Regions from separate parts of the Athene noctua genome. Here region 1 is linked to region 2. A link is a contact called in public Hi-C data. All regions are on one chromosome and are shown on one strand. The core of a region is the stretch at or near the end of the contact, and the rest is flanking DNA. Distances in the headings are between cores, read along the strand shown.

Region 1 (2,955 bases), core at 374-2,873, 160 kb after region 2:
GCAAACAGCTATGGGGAATTCTGTCATACTTACCAACCCCTGCTCCACTGTGACAGCTTTGTGAGCAGATGTCTCATTTTAGGATCACAGAATAATTAAGGAAGTATCTAGCCCAACCTTCTACTCAAAGTGGGTCAGCTATCAGATCAGATCAGGCTACGCTGTACTTCATAGAGTCTGGTCGTGAAAACCTCCAAGGATGGAAACTCCACAACCTCTTGGGGAAATCTGTTGCAATGCCTGACTGTCGTCACAAAACATTTTTCCTACAGCCAGTCTGAATATGTATTGCTTCAATTTATACCCCCTGCCATGCCTCACTGTGAACAGCTAACTCTGTCCTCTTCCAGTAACCACTTTGCAGGTATGGGGGGGCTGCTATTATATCCCGTGAAGCCTTCTCTTCTCCAGCTGAACAAGCCCTGTTTTCTCAGCATCTCCTCAGGGGGAAAGTGCTCCAGCCCCCAGACCTTTCTGGTGGTCCTCCACTGGCCTCACTCCAGTTGATCAATGTTTGGCAAGGCAATGCTACTGTTAGTATCTAGAGTGGTTACCAGCCTCACACCACTTCGGAGTCACAGGTATGGGTGTCCACATGAATCTCATGGCCCTTCCTGCTTTACTGTGTGCTCCCTTACCTGGCTGTGCTGCTCTGTGTTTGTGGGACATGGGCTGTTTCATGCTTTATGGTGTTGTAAGCAAGAAAATGATCTGAGGACATCCAATCCAAATGAGCTGTATGAATGTAAGCAACATAAGGAACTCCATCTAGCTGGGACTCAGGTGTGTGTGCGTTGTTTCACCTAGGAAAAGGTGCTAGGGTGGAGCAAGTCTAACTGTAGTGTAATTCTTTTTATCTGCAATGGATGTACAAAGTCCTACTTCTCTGATATAAAACAATCTATGCAGTTTTTATTTTAAGTTCCTTCCAGTCAGCATTTTTCCCTCAAAATGCTTGCTCTCTTCTTTTTCTCACTCTTTTTTCTGGAGTTGCCTTGACTACTTTCCCTGTGTGCTCTTGTGCTGTCCCTTTCTTGTATACATGTGTTCCAAGCAGTGATCAAAACAACATGCTTTTTCTGGTGCTGAGCAATAAATGATTCTGTACTACAATTACCTTCCCTGTGCTCTGGCTTCTTCTGACATATAATTACTCACTTTTCTACTGTCCCCTTTTCTTAATCTTTGGTTTTGTGAGTTCTTGCAGCACAATCCATCATGGTGGGATTTTGAGGCTTTCAAGAGATTTCCCCCTCTAACTTAAGCTCTCCTTTCTTGGTCTTCCACTTTAAACAGGAACTGTGCTGGCATTCAACAACTGGCAATGACCCTCCATCACATCAGCATCACCATAACCACTGGAAAGAATTGCTGAACTAGAGGCAGAAGCTAACTGCATCTGACTATGTTACCATCCCTGCCAGATGACTACTGACCAGCATTCCAAAGCAGCATCAGTAACGAGAGAGGTGTGTCCATCTACCTCCCGACTGCAGATGAGGGGAATAACCTGCCTGTCGCTTCCTAGAGGGGAATGACCTCTCAGTGCTTTTCTTTGTGCCTCCTTAGCCCACCAGCAGGCTCAGCCATCTCAGCAAGACTCTCCACGGATACCTGCTGGGCATGTCAGCTTCCAATGAATCTCAGACATGCAAGGATTACAGCTTCAACCACCACCTCCTCCTGCCTGGCTACATCCTGGTATTCATTACAGGTTTGATGCTAAATGTGATGGCCCTATGGATATTCATCCGCTACCTGCGCCTGAAGTCTGTGGTGATGATCTACATGTTCAACCTGGCCATGAGTGACCTCACCTTCACACTGCCTCTGCCTTTGCGACTCTACTACTATTCCAACCACCACTGGCCCTTTGGTAACACCCTGTGCCAGGTCTCTGGCTCTGTCTTCCAGATCAACATGTATGGTAGCTGCCTCTTCCTCATGTGCATCAACCTGGATCGCTATGTTGCCATTGTCCACCCACTTCGCTGGCGGCATCTGCGGCGGCCCAAGGTGGCCAAGCTCCTTTGCCTGGTCGTCTGGGTTGTGATCTTCATGGGCTCCATCCCCACAGCCATAGTCCACAAGCAAAACCACTGTGAGGTACAGAACCAGACCGTTTATCTGTGCTTTGAAAGCTTTAGCGACAACATGTGGCAGAATAACCTCTTCCCCCTAGTTGTCCTGGCTGAAATCTTGGGTTTTCTCCTGCCTCTCAGCTGTGTGACATACTGCTCAATCCGGATCTTTCAGGAGCTCTGCCAGGACAGCCAGCCAAAGACCCTGCGACAGCAGAAGACCGTCCGTCTCCTCTTGGCCAATCTGGTCATCTTCATCATCTGCTTTGTGCCCTACAATACTACCCTGGCTGTTTATGGGTTGATAAAGGCCCGGGTGATGAAGGTTGAGCAAGAAACACAGGTCTCTGTGCGCCAAGTGTTAATTTTGACAATGCTGTTGGCCAGCATGAACTGCACGCTAGATCCCTTGATCTACTACTTTAGTACTGAGGGTTTCCGTAACACCTTTAAGAAACTGCGGCGGGGACAAACCTGGGACTCAGATACAGGGATGCTTAAGAATCAGGTTGTGGAGAATAAGTCCGTCCGAAACCACACTGTCTCAAAAGTAAACCAGTTCCCAGCTGAAAACCTTATCCATCCCAATGAATCTGTGCGACCACTTCCTACTGCAATATTTTTGAATGGCCCTATTGAGGACTCGGAAATATAACCACACCATTGCTGAGTTGCAGAGCCACCCATTCAATGATTGCAGCAAGACTGTGGGAAACAGTTCAGGGTAACTTAGCAAACTGTTTGAGAGAGCCCAGCAGACTGTATGTGGGTGAACGTGATGATACAGTGCTGAAGGATGAAAGGTTGTTTTGAATAAACAGAGATATCTTGGTGACATGGTCCCTCCTGACTCTTTTGGTACAGGAAGCAGTGG
Region 2 (2,814 bases), core at 147-2,646:
TGCCCCTCTCCCTTATGATCTCCTTTGGCCTGCCCTCTTTCTTAATCTCCCATATTGTCTTCATATTCATTACCCACAGCGAGCCAGGCTAACCGCCTCTTAAAAAAACCTCCCCGACGCCACTAAATCTGTCTGTCAGAAGGGCCTCACCTCTACAATCTCCTTCTTCTTTTCTTTGTGGACCACTTTCTCCTCCAGTTTTTCCTTCTTTTCTTTCATTTCCTATACGAGAGATGAAAAAAAACCCAAACATTCCAGTGGTCAGTGGCGAGAAAATAAAAAGATGGGGATGCTTAAACAAAGAGGGTTTTAGAGGAAACGGAGAATAACGGTGTGGAGAGAAAATATATTAGGCATTAAATCAGCCCGCCCTGACAAAGAAAAAGCAGCGAAAACGCGTCAAAGCTACTTTCAGATCACACACACATGCGGAAACCAGAAATACGGAAGAGTTTAATGGTTTGGTTTTTATGGTGTTTTCTCTCTAAAAAAAAAAAAAAAAAGAAACCCTGTCCGTAGGATCGAGGCGTTTCCGGCCTTCGCCTGCCCTCCCCTTCCCCGCGGGCCCGCGCTTTGTGTCCACACAACTTTTCTGCCCCCCCCCCCCCCCGCCCCGCTGCCGTTAAACCATTTCCTTAACGGCGCCGCCGTCGCCTCCCGCCCGGAGGGGAGACCCGACGGCACGAACCCCCCCCCGCCGCGAGACCAGCGCGCGCGCCGCCCGGCCAATGGGGGGGCGGGGGCGGGGCGGGGGGCGCGAGGGCCCTCGCGCCCCCCGCCCCGCCCCCGCCCCCCCATTGGCCGGGCGGCGCGAGGGCCCCGCGCGCGCCCCCCGCCGTGCGGGCCCCGGTGTGAGCGAACGGGGCCGGCGCCTCCCCCCCCGCCCTCGATTCCCCCCTCCGGCCGGGAGCGGGCCCGGTGGTGAGGGGGAGCGGTGTCTCACCTTAGCGCTCAGCTCCGCCGGCGCCTCCTCGACGCGTTTTTCCGACATTCCGGCTCGGGTAGCGAAGGGAAGAGGCCGGTGGGAGCCGTGTGAAGGAGCCTCGCGGGGAGAGGAGGAGGAGGATAGGGGCGGGGAAGGGGGTCAGCGGCGGGAGCGCAAAGTCCCAGCGATGCGGGGGCGGCGAGTTCCCGGCCCGGGGACTAAAGTACCAGGGTCTCCCGCGGTGGGGGGATACGCCGAGGAAAGGGGATTTATACAGTGCCCGGTGACGAGGGAAGGAGGGACCTGGGGAGGGAGGGGAGAGGGACGGGAGGCGGAGGAGGGAGGGAGGGGAGAGGGACGGGCCGCGCGGCTGGGAGCGCGGCCGCCAGAACAATGTGCGCTCAGCAAGGACCGGCGGTCGCCCGGCAGCGGGGGCGCAACCGCAGCCCCCTCCCCCCCCCCAAGGCACCGCCTCTTCTCCTCCGGAGCCGCCCAGCCCGTCGAGGCCAGGCGGGGGCGCGAAGCACGAAAGCCCCGCTCCGCTCGTCCCGCCGAGCTGCTGGGGGCTGCGACACACTAGGGGGAAGCCGAACCCTCTGCCCGCCGGACCGGGGCGTGGGGAGGGGGGAAGCGGCCGGTCCTTTTGGCCGCCCCTCCAGGAGGACCCGGGGATGGGCGAGGAGCGGGGCCGTGGGGGAGGGGAGGACTGGTGACGGCCGGGCTCACGCGGCCTCCTGCCTGGAATTTTCCACTCCAGCTGCCCGCCCGTCTTCCCTCTCTCCCTCCCGCTGGAAGCGCTCCCAGCCGCCCGGCTCCTCCTTCCCGCCCCTCCCCTCCGCTGGGCCCCTGCGCGGGAACCTGCCGGGTGGGGGCGGGGCGGCAGCCAGGCTACTTTTCCCGCGCTGTCCGCGGCGGAGGGAGGGGGCGTGGCCCGGCTCGCGCGCGCCAGCCCGGCAGTTGGGTGGGGGGAGGGGGGAGATTAGCGACCGCATCCCTATTCCCCATATAAGGAGGGACCAAGGAGTGGGTGCCCGATTGGGCCATTCAAATGAGCCGTCTGCCTGACAACAGGCTTCCCATTGGCTGCCGGGGGCAGGCTGGCGGTTGGGGTACGGGTGCTGCAGCGAGGGGGGCGGGGCCGCTTGGCACGTGGGGCGGTGGGACGGTGCGCGAGGGACGGGGGGCGGCGGGGCCGCTCCTGCACCCGCTGCGGGGCTCGGGGCTCCAGCCCGGGGCCGGCCCGCTCTGCTGAGGGCGCTCCAGCTGCCCTCCCCGGGCGCGGACTGTCAGGAGAGGGGCCCGGGCCTGTTTTGAAGCAGCGCGGGCGTTGTGTGACTCTTAAACCGGGGGGGGGAGCCCCTCGGTGACCGAAGCGCCGCGAGCTACCCACGGTACCGCGGTGGGTGTTAGGGCCGCCCCGGGAGCTCCCCGCCCCCGGTGCCCCGCTGCCGCTGTCGGCCAGGGGCACCTCCCAGCTGCCAGCCCGGCCTCCCGCCCCGGCGGCGAGGCAAGGCGGGGCGAGCGGCGGCTCGACCGCGCGGCACGCAACGCTGTGCAACTCTGCCCCCTGCTGTCTGCCGCAGCGCCGGGCACGCAGGCCGGGGAAAGCAGGCCCGTTCCTGGTCTCCCCGCGGGCAGGGGGTGGCCCGCTGGGGACGATCGCCACCCAGCTCTGAGTCTCATTTCCAGCAAAAGTCCCTTCTGCAGAATGGCAGGTTGTGTCTTGCAGTTGCGAGGATTTGATGCTAACTAAACACATGTTCCTGATGCTTCAGACCGTCGTTTAATAGCTTGAGCAAACCAGGATGACTAAATCGGCTTTACTTTCCCCAGAAGATTGATGTTGCCCCACTCTTAGTCACAGGCACACAAAAAAAAATTGCATACAC

Evidence for each region. Hi-C and Micro-C count contacts between places; a contact is called where the count stands out from the background.
Region 1: a Hi-C map of heart shows a contact between it and region 2, with 3 times the contacts expected there. The contact joins the promoter of LPAR5 here to the promoter of PTMS in region 2. A contact is called at or near these places in 2 of 2 Hi-C or Micro-C datasets (heart and liver).

What each region holds. Positions count from the first base shown.
Region 1 is chr1:131,937,832-131,940,786 of bAthNoc1.hap1.1, forward strand. LPAR5 (lysophosphatidic acid receptor 5) reads left to right here and starts at 1,624. Exons shown (of 1, transcript XM_074927563.1): 1 at 1,624-2,736. The coding sequence starts at 1,624. The coding sequence ends at 2,736.
Region 2 is chr1:131,779,699-131,782,512 of bAthNoc1.hap1.1, forward strand. PTMS (parathymosin) reads right to left here and starts at 1,397. Exons shown (of 5, transcript XM_074896074.1): 1 at 944-1,397; 2 at 151-222. The coding sequence starts at 991.